Linked DNA regions of Sus scrofa: region 2 is linked to region 1. Evidence: chromatin contacts called from public HiChIP or PLAC-seq data. All regions are on one chromosome and are shown on one strand. The core of a region is the stretch at or near the end of the contact, and the rest is flanking DNA. Distances in the headings are between cores, read along the strand shown. Region 1 overlaps PITPNC1 (phosphatidylinositol transfer protein, cytoplasmic 1). Region 2 overlaps PITPNC1 (phosphatidylinositol transfer protein, cytoplasmic 1).

The links. HiChIP or PLAC-seq counts read pairs in DNA pulled down with a chosen protein or histone mark.
Region 2: an H3K27ac HiChIP or PLAC-seq map of skeletal muscle shows a contact between it and region 1. The contact joins two enhancer-like sites. A contact is called at or near these places in 5 of 5 promoter capture datasets (fetal liver, fetal skeletal muscle, liver and 1 more), 15 of 47 Hi-C or Micro-C datasets (alveolar macrophages, brain, embryonic fibroblasts and 10 more) and 2 of 2 datasets of contacts at active chromatin or transcription factors (alveolar macrophages and skeletal muscle).

What each region holds. Positions count from the first base shown.
Region 1 is chr12:13,749,303-13,754,547 of Sscrofa11.1, reverse strand. The region is part of intron 1 of PITPNC1 (phosphatidylinositol transfer protein, cytoplasmic 1); the gene reads right to left. Among named protein-coding and RNA genes, the nearest start is that of PITPNC1, 11 kb to the right of the region's middle. Within about 2 kb of position 2,082, at least 18 of the 83 cell types and tissues checked have an H3K27ac peak or open chromatin away from gene starts, as enhancers often do. A contact at or near this core is called in alveolar macrophages, retroperitoneal adipose tissue and skeletal muscle, where this site is marked.
Region 2 is chr12:14,000,821-14,006,065 of Sscrofa11.1, reverse strand. All of the region lies in intron 8 of PITPNC1 (phosphatidylinositol transfer protein, cytoplasmic 1), which reads right to left. Among named protein-coding and RNA genes, the nearest start is that of NOL11, 32 kb to the left of the region's middle. Within about 2 kb of position 2,870, at least 5 of the 83 cell types and tissues checked have an H3K27ac peak or open chromatin away from gene starts, as enhancers often do. A contact at or near this core is called in alveolar macrophages, retroperitoneal adipose tissue and skeletal muscle, where this site is marked.

The sequences.
Region 1 (5,245 bases), core at 833-3,332:
TTAAGGATCTAGTGTTGTCGCTGCTGTGGCAAGGCATCGATCCCTGGCCTGGGGAACTTTTGCATGCCTCAGGTGCAGCCAAAAAAAAAAAAAAAAAAGGAGAGCATTATTTTAAAAAAATGACCAAAAAAGAAAAAAACAAAAAACAAAACTGACCAGAATGTACGCATCCAATTAAGTGTGGTCCCCTTCAAATAGTTCATTTTAGGTGACCACATGTTTAGTTCCAAAGTGTTGACACAAAGTAAAACATCTCTGCTGTGGAACTTAAGGCAGGGTTTGTTTGGATTTTTTTTTTTTTTTCATAGCTTTTAACATGCCTGATAATGGGAAATGCCTTCGGAGGACCATTTTTAATTTTGAAAAAAACCTTTTACAGCTCTGTTTTCAAAATAACAATCCTATCAAGTTAGGTTTTCTTTTAGCCCACATGAAGCGTGGCTCTCAGGAAACACTAAGAAGTTGTGCGTGTGGTTTGGAAACTGCCTCCGAGGCAACGGTGAGACACAAGGTTTCAAGGAGCAACCACCTCAGCAGGAAAGAAAAATACACAACACTGAATAATACATTTCGGTCATTCTTCTGCCTTCCAGTTCGATTACCTCCAAAGAGTTTTAAGTTTATGACGAAATGTACCAAAAACATGGTTGTCACTTTGTTCCCATTGTTATTTACAGATACTAATTTTCAGAAACCCGCAGGTGCTCACCAGTGAACATCTCTGTGGATGCTGTCTGTGAAAGCCAAAGGTTTTCACTGCCATTAAAAGGAATAATTTCTGAAAAGCGTAGGGGTGGTTCTCTTTTTAGAGCATGAATGACGAAAGTTATTTTTCAAAGAGGAGTATGATTCACTTATCAAAGTTAAACTGAGGAATGTCACTGAGTTTAATACTTGGGTAAAAATGATCATTCAATAGGAGATAAAACTTACGGACCACTCTGCTAGCTTAACTGGAACAGAAGAAGTACCTTCCTCCAATGATTTCCTTGGATAACCCTGAATAAGTTATTCAGTCTTGAAGAAACTGGGGAGGAGGGGGCGCGTGTATGTGTGTTTATTGGGATAGAACTATACAACCTCTAATGCTCCTTCCAGCTCTGGGACTCTAGGGAAGGCAGAAGTGAGAAAGCACAGAGCCTGGGCTCTGTAGTCTGATCAGCCTGGGCATGAATCCAGGTCTACCACTGAGTAGCCAGGCAAGCTAGTCAGTGGTAGCATCTGTAAAATGGGAGGATAACACTCAACACACGGGACCATTACAAGGACTAAATAGACCAGAAAGCACTCAACAAATGTTCATTTCTCTCTGTTCCTCCTTGGCACCGTGGAACTTGACTGCTAGCAATCCAAGCAGAGAAAACAGAAAGGAAAATTTTATAACGCTTTCCAAACAGAAACGTTTCATGGGACACATCGCCGAGGTACACAGTGCTGACTATTTATTATGTACATAGAAGCAAGGTGACTGCCAGGCTGCACTCAGCCAAGACCTTGTGACACTGGGTGACTGTCTAGCTCCTGACTGCTGCCATGGAGAAAGTCAGGGCAAGCAACTTTCACAATCTGTGTAAGACACAAAGGCGGAGGTGGCTAAGATAACCAAAAGCAACAGGGCAACCCTGTGCTTTCCAGGTACTATTCCGTCCTCCAAGATAAGTCTCGTGTCGTGTGGGCACAACATTCATTAACAGGTCCTATCACCGTCTATAAACTGTCTATACCAGCTGGAAACACTTTAGCCAGAGAGTCAGGAGAGGAGGGAAACCTGGCCCTTTTAAGAATCAATTAATCCATCAACCCCACCATGATGGGTAAAACTAGAAAATACTCAAGAGCCTTGGGGAATGCCAAATAATCCAACAAATAAAACCAAAAGCATTTGAAGCTTTCAACAACTTAATTATATGAGCATCCAAGTTCACGGTGACATTTCATTCTTCCCCCACCCCGTTGACACATTTTTTTCTGGATAAACACACAGATCAGTTAACTGGGGTGCAAAAATACACAAACTAGGGCTTAGAAACACCTGGATCTGACCGTAATTCCGCACATATAATCAGCCCTGAACGTGTGTGTAGGTGACATGGGGTGGGGAGCAATCTTGGGGAATTAGGTGCTTAGATTAGGTGCTTAAACAATGTTATTAGAGTTGTCATCAAATTACATTTGTTTAGCTAATCTTACTTCTCTAGGTGATTCATCCTGGGAAAGAAACAACACCCTCAAGATGGTCAGATAGAATTCTAAAGGATTAAAGGATGAGGATGTTTTTTCTTTGCTCAGGAACAACAGCAATTCTAGAGGGCCTTGCTTCACCCAAACTTAAAAGAAGCAAAAAGTAAAAAGAAATGAAAAGTAAGAAGATTTAAAAAAAAAAAGAATCATTAGATTCAGCTGATCAAGATATTACGTTAGCTACTTGTTTCGATGGATGAGTCGACTTCCACTAAAGTCTAAAAAGGAGTTTTAAGAGCAGCCCCCTTTGTCAGAGTGCTGGGAAATTAAAGAATGACTCACTTTAATACTTGATGTCAAAACCGTGGTGAGCTCTGGCTGTCATGTTTCTAAATCAACAAACAGCATTGTATGATGTTGCTCGGGCTGCCAGCCAGGAAGTGACGGGTGACCCTAGACTCCTTTCACCGTCACGGGTAAAGCCAGGGGCCAGGTCCTGTGCAGAGGGTGCACCTCCTCTCTCTGCCATCCTGGGAGACTTGCCCGGCCTAACGTGGCATGGTTTTTGCCATACTAGACAGAGACTATTGACACACAGTTTAAAGAGCCATTTAGCCTATGTTACGACATCCCTGATGGAAAGTTTTTTTTGTTTGTTTGTTTGGTTTTTTTTTTTTTGTCTTTTTGCCATTTCTTGGGCCGCTTCCCGCAGCATACGGAGGTTCCCAGGCTAGGGGTCCAATCGGAGCTGTAGACACCAGCCTATGCCAGAGTCACAGCCACGCAGGATCCGAGCCACGTCTGCAACGTACACCACAGCTCACAGCAATGCCGGATCCTTAACCCACTGAGCAAGGCCAGGGATGGAACCCACAACCTCGTGGTTCCCAGTCGGATTCATTAACCACTGAGCCAAGACGGGAACTCCCCTGATGGAAAGTCTTAAGGACATTTGCCAGAGCTGCATAAAGCAGAGGACTCAACTTCCATGTAGAACCATCCCGTACAGAATGCATATTCTAGGATTCATTCTATTCTGCCAGCACAACATTTCCCACCCGAAGTGCAGAGAAAGCAGAGGAATGTACCTGGAGCCATAGCCAGAAAGATTTACTACGGACTCTAAGTTCCTTCCATTAGGGGTTCCAGGGGGGCGGGGCGGGGGGGGTCGCTGTTTGAGATGGTCGTGAAATCTGTCCTTAGCGCTCTGCAGTTGGCCACAGGGTAGCTACTCAAGTTCCGATTACGTTTTTCTCCCTAAGTATCAAATTCTGACCTTAAATTGTGGTCATTCTGGTCCAAATCTGGTAGAATTTTCTTTTTCCCCCACACTGCTGCAAAAGACAACACACTCCCTTGGAAAGCTGTCTAAATTCAAGACAACAGAATCATCTCCTTGCTGGACAGGGACCCAAATTTTCCAGGGTCCGTACTCATAATTCAAATTCAGCACTTTCGTCAATGGATCTCTCTCAGAACACAGATGTGTACTCGATTCTGCTGGAAAAATCCATACATACATATCTTTAAAAACAAAACAGGAGTTCCCGCTATAGCACAGTGGGTTAAGAATCCAACTGCAGCGGCTAGGGTCACTACAGAGGGGTGGGTTGAATCCTCAACCTGGTGCAGTGGGTTGAAGAATCTGGCATTGCCACAGCTGCTGCATAGGTCACAGCTGTGGATGGGGTTTGATCCCTGGCCCAGAAACTCCCCATATGCCACAGGTGTGGCCATAAAATAAAAAAATAAACAATTTTTAAAAAACAGCTTTATCAAGATGTATTTTACATACCAACTCAATGGTTTTTAATATATTTATACAGAGTTGCACAACCATTGCCATATCTATTTAAAGGTGACAATATCAAGGAGCTACATCCAGTGCTATCAGGAGCTACATCCCTGTGCTATCAGGGAGCTACATCCAGTCTCTTGGGATAGACCATGATGGAAGATAATATAAGAAAGGGAATGTACATATGTATGACTTCACTGAACAGCAGAAATTGGCACAACACTGTAAATCAACTATAATTTTTAAAAAGGGGGAAAAAGACAATAGTGAGGAGTTCCCTGGTGGTCTAGCAGTTAAGGACCTGGCATTGTCATTTCTGTGGTTCAGGTCACTGCTGTGGCACAGGTTTGATACCTGGCCTGGGAACTTCCACATGCTGTGTGCTTGGCCAAAAAAAAAAAAGGAGTGGCCTTTACCTCTTCAGTCTCTTGAACTTCTAGAAGTGAATATTTCCAGTGTATCCTACGGTTTATTAGCCATGTCACACTCACTAACGTTATTTTCGGTCTTGCTGGCTTTGGCACCTCTGGACTAGCATTTCTCAAACTTTGTTCCCAGGAAAAATTAATTTCCAGGATAAAAGGATTCCACGGTCAAATGAACTTGAGACAGGCTAGGGTAAATAAAGTCACCATGACCTATGATAAAGGACTTGTCAGAGCCTGTAGTCTGCAGAGATCTTCTTTCATTTATTTAGCTACTATTTATTGAGCATCCACATGCCAAGTGCTGGGGTTACACCAATGAACAGGACAGACAGGGTCTCTCTTTTCCATCCGTGGTGTGGATCTTGCATTGCTGTGGCTGTGACGTAGACCAACAACCATATGTCCAATTTGACCCCTAGCCTGGGAACTTCCATGTGCCACAGGTTCAGCCCTAAAAAAGAAAAAAACAAAAACAAAAACAAAACCTTAAGCAGTGTGAAAGAAAACACTTAGCACCAGCTTTCCTAAAAGGTTCCTATTTTTCTCAGGTTCTTCCCATCCATTCATTCAGCAAGCATCTGCTGTGTGCCAGATCCGAGGTTTAAGCCGTGGGGCTATGGTATCCAATATGGCAGCCACAGGTGGCCCCTTGAGCACTGCAAAGTGTGCTGCAAATGGAAAATACACACCGTATTTCAAAGACTTAGCATGAAACACAAATAAAAGGTCTTGTCAGCATTTTCTTATGTGGATTAGATAGGGATGGAGATGGATGACAAACAAGGAAACAAGTAAGCACAAATTAAGATAAATGCAGAAAGAATAAATGCTAGGACAG
Region 2 (5,245 bases), core at 1,621-4,120, 250 kb before region 1:
CTACACCGCAGCTCACGGCAAGGCCAGATCCTTAACCCACTGAGCGAGGCCAGGGATCGAACCCACATCCTCATGGATCCTAGTTGGGTTCGTTAACCGCTGAGTCATGAAGGGAACTCCTGCTTTTTTTTTTTTGCCTCAGCAGTGGCATATGGAAGTTCCTGGGCCCGGTATGGAACATGTGCCTCAGCAGCAACCTGAGCCGCTGCAGAGATGCAGAGACAACACAGGATCCTTACCTGCTGTACCTCAGCAGGAACTCCTGTTTTCTGTTTTCCAAAATATGGGTTTCAATTATTACTTACTTATTGAATCACTCAAAGAATGCATGAATTATGTTCCATAGACATAATTCAAACAGTACTGGATTATATAGAGAGAAGAGTTTAATTACTTTTAACTTCCCTTATCAATCCTATTCCTTCTACAAGATTTTTTTTTTCCTATGAGTTCACTTGTATAATTACTATGACACACATACATGCAGTCACTAATTTTTAATTTATGGAATAATACTATAATATACCATACTACACAATGGTTCTAGCTGACTTCTTCCACTAATAGAAAACATACATCTTTCCATACCAGTATATACAGAACTATTTTACTCTTTTTAAGAGTTTAAACTATATTCATAGCGTTAGTGTGTCATAATTTACTTGACCACATTTCTGTTAATGGACATGTACACAGAGACTAGATTCTAGCTTTTGTAAACAACCTTACACTGAATAGCGCTGAAATTATATTCATGAACACGTGTGGTTAACAAACCCGACTAGGAACCATGAGGTTACGGGTTCCATCCCTAGCCTCGCTCCATGGGTCAAGGATCTGGCGTTACCATGAACTGTGGTGTAGGTTGCAGACGCGGCTTGGATCCAGCTTTGCTGTGGCTCTGGCGTAGGCCAGTGGCTACAGCTCTGATTCGACCCCTAGCCTGGGAACCTCCATGTGCTGCGGGAGCGGCCCAAAGAAATAGCAAAAAGACAAATAAATAAATAAATAAATAAATAAAAAATAAAATGTTTGCTATCAAATGGGCAAACATTTATCTTCTTGTTTCCATCACATTTCTTGTGATTAGGAGTAAGGCTATTGGTTATTGGCATTTCTTCTTCCATAGTTTAGCTATTCATGTTCTTTACCATTTTTCTACGGAGCTGTTGGATTTCTTATTTATAGGACCTCTTTATATATTATAGATATTAGTCCTCTGTTGGCTACATATGTTGTAAATAGCTTCTCTTAGTCTTTCAACTTGGTTTATGATGGCTGTTTTCTTTTAATCATTTTATTAAAGAAGGCAGGTTGATTTTACGGGACATGGAGAGAAGACTATATTTGAAAGGCGTTTAGGATAGAAGTCAGTTGAACATACAGAGAAAATGCCGTGCAACAAAATGTCAGCAAGCAAGAACTTTCCTTCATTGTATTGCACAGCTGCAGGAGCTACAATTTTTTTTCCTTTTTAGGGTTGCACCCGAAGCATATGGAAGTTCTCAGGCTAGGGGTCTAATCCAAGCTGTAGACACTGGCCTACACCACAGCCACAGCAATGCCAGATCTGAGCCTTGTTTGCAACCTACACCACAGCTCACGGCAATGCCAGATCCTGAATTCACTGAGCAAGGCCAGGGATGGAACCTGTATCCTCATGGTTACTAGTCAGATTCGTTTCCACTGAGCCACAACAGGAACTCCAATAGCTACAATTTTAATGAAGAGTCATATATTCTAACTCAATGACTTGTTCAATGTCATATTTTATTTCCTTCTATAAACATTTTCTCTCCATTTCCAGGCTTGTCAGCCTAAACAGAAGAAGTAAGTTTTTCCCTAAGTCTCTCTCTCTCTTTTTTTTTTTGTTTTTTTGCTTTTTAGGGCTGCACTTGCAGCATATGGAGGTTCCCAGGCTAGGGGTCCAATTGGAGCTACAGTTGCCGGTCTACACCACAGCCACAGCCACAGCAACATCAGATCTGAGCAGCATCTGCGACCCACATTACAGCTCACGGCAACACTGGATCCGTAACCCACTGAACGAGGCCAGGGATCGAACCCTCAACCTCATGGTTCCTAGTCGGATTCGTTTCCACTGTGCCTCAACGGGAACTCCAAAATGGGTCTTAAACAAGTGGTTGGGTTAGGGGTCAGAAGAAGCTCCACTGATCATGAATTACATTTGATACATCTTTGACTCCAGCAAAATGGTGGCTATCCTTTGGGTATGCTTTTTTTCTTTTAAAAGAATTCTTTAAAGTGGTTATAAATTTGGAGTTCCCCATCGTGGTGCAGCGGAAACGAATCCGACTAGGATCCACAAGGATGTGGTTTTGATCCTTGAACAGTGGGTTAAGAACCCGGCATTGCTGTGAGCTGTGGTATTGGTCGCAGACATTGCTTGGATCTGGAGTTGCTGTGGCTGTGGTGTAGGCCAGCAGCTGTAGCTCCAATTCCACCCCTAGCCTGGGAACCTCCATATGTCTCGAGCGTGGCCCTAAAAAAAGCAATAACAAGAAAAAAAAAAGACAAAAAAAGGTTATAAATTCAATAGTTGCTTGTTATAAATAGCTTAGGAGTGGGTCCACATTTTTGCAGCAAAACTAGCCAGTCCTTAAGGTTTGATGCATTCCCTTTCCATATCATTCAGAGCATTAAGATATAGAATTATAATCTATAGTTGTAATTTGTTTCCCCCCAGTTCTTAAGTTGGGGAGGTGAAGGGGTGGGTCACAGATCCCTTCGAAAATCTGATGGGAAGACATGGGTTCTCTCCCCAGAAAAATGAATGTGAGCAGACACATATAAAATGTTGCCTAAGAGCCATGACACCCAAGCTCATGTTTCAGGGAACCTGAGGCCACTGGAAAATGCTGGCTTGGCGAACTTAATTAGCTAATGCTAGTGCCTAAGAAGGCTTCCTTTCCCACTTTGAACTTGCTTCACTTGTTGTTTGGCTGCTCTAAGGACTCCAGAATGATTTCTAAGTCACTTTCATGAGGGAGTTTCATCTCTACGTATCTACCAGCCAGAACGACCCCCTGTACTTTTTTAGTACAGGAAGGGTCAGGATTCATGAGGTTCTGCTGAATCAGAGCCTCCCTTGGGCCACCCTCTGTGTTCCTCTCTCAAAATACTGTCATATTTGTGAAGCAAAACCATGCTTTGGTGAAGCTGGGCTGTCTATTTTTATCCACCTCCCCTTTCACCCCGTCTTCTGAAATGTGCAGTTGTTTCTTCTGATTAGTGTTCCAATCACGCAGGAGACACCCAAGGCTCATGGATAAAGACCAATCAAGGCTTTGAAAGAGAAACTCAACTCCTCCAATAGCGGAAATGGTTGTACTTTACAACGAGAACAAGAGAATAAAATCTGTTGAGGGAGATAGTTATGTGACAGTCAAGTGCTGAACCTCAGAAAAGGTACCGAGTTAAGTCTGGGGCGAGAAAATATCACCATCATTTACAATGACCACCCCCCCTTTACTCTTAATTAAGCCCTGGAGGAGGGGAGTCTAATTAGAGAGAAAGGCATCATTCAGGGGTGCCACCGCATCACGGTACACAGTCTGGGCACAGTAGGAACACACAGCCCAGGAGGTCAACGGAGTTAAAATTCAGTCTGAAGCCAATAACAGCACCTGCTGAATCTGCCCAGAAGGGGCGTCTTTTTTAATGCATCAGAGTTTAGCAGTTGGCCCTGAAGGCCTCGGTCATTCTCTAGTCTCATTAACTTTGGACTGAATTAATTAAACTGTCCCTTCAATCTAGTCTGCTTTAACGTCATTCCTAAACTTTAGTGAGCATCAGAATCATTGGGAGGGCTTGTTAAAACACAGATTACAGGGCTATGCCCCCAAAGTATTTGATTCAGTAGGTTTGGGGTGGGGCCTGAATCTGAATTTGTAGCAGTTCCCTCAGGGATGCTGATGCCGCTGGCCCAAGGACCTCACTTGGAGAATAAGTGCTACAGGCTATAGGCAAAGCTATAGGTTCTTTACTTTGAACCTTTTCCATGTTTAGTAGCGAGAGCCTGTATAGACCAAAGAAAAATACACTGCTTCAGGTACCCGAAGCTGAAAGGCTGTTCTGGTGGACAGTGACACACCCGTTCACCTGAAAGGCCCACAGTCCCCAGCATTACCTTGAATAAGGGGTTATGGGCAGGCCTCTTCCATTCACTTGATGGACTGTCTGCATCTGTGTCATGAAGGAGCTGCTGTTTTCCCCACAAGCAGCTCAGCTGGGGGCACTGATGCCAGTAATTTACATGAAATTGATGGGGTGGTTCTCAGACCCCATATTGAGTGAAAAGGCTGCCTGTTTTGGTTGGGGCTTGGGTTGTGTACACAGGGGGTGGAGACCTTCTTTGGGGAGTACAAGGCGCCCTGATGACCTATAGCCACTAAACCACACGCTGTTTCTCTGTACTCTGATACAGAAAGGGCTTTTTGTCCGTAGACTCCTAGAGTTAATTCCTGTCTCCACCTCACCCATCTTAAATAACTAGGTAAGATGCTCTCTTCTTAAAGGTCTCTGATGCATTATTCTAGCTTTGGCCCCTGTAAGAGTCTGAGATTTTTTTTGGACTCAAAGTCTTTAACTCTCTTTCTTGCTGAGGCCTTGGCTGAGATAGAAAAGAATCGGCCCCCATCCTCTGCGCTCCGGTCCTTTTCTTACTAGGCGCCCGCCCACATTTTCTTTTTCTGTATCCTGACTTGGCAGTTCCCTGGTGCTCTAGTGGTTGGGACTCAGTGCTGTCACTGCTGTGGACTGGGTTCAATCCCTGGTCTGAGAACTAAGGTCCCACATCAAGTTGCTGTGCGTTGCAGCCAAAACAACCACCACCACTACAACCCCCCCCCCAAACTACTCTATATCCTGCCTCTACTCAAACTCTTTTCTGATCCACAGGCTGGCACTGTTTTGTCCTCTTTATTAGGGCATGACTACTCTTTTTGATGCTGTGTTTTCTTTCTTTTCTCCTTTTTAAGAATTTTTTTTTAATTTTTGCTTTTTAGGGCTGCACCTGCGACATATGGATGTTCCCAAGCTAGGGGTTAAAGTGGAGCTGCAGCTGCTGGTCTACACCACAGACACAGCAATACCAGATCCGAGCCTACACTGCAGCACACGGCAACACCAGACCCTTAACCCACTGAGTGAGGCCAGGGATCCAACCTGAATTCTCATGCCTGCTAGTTGGAGTTATTACCACTGAGCCACGATGGGAACTCCT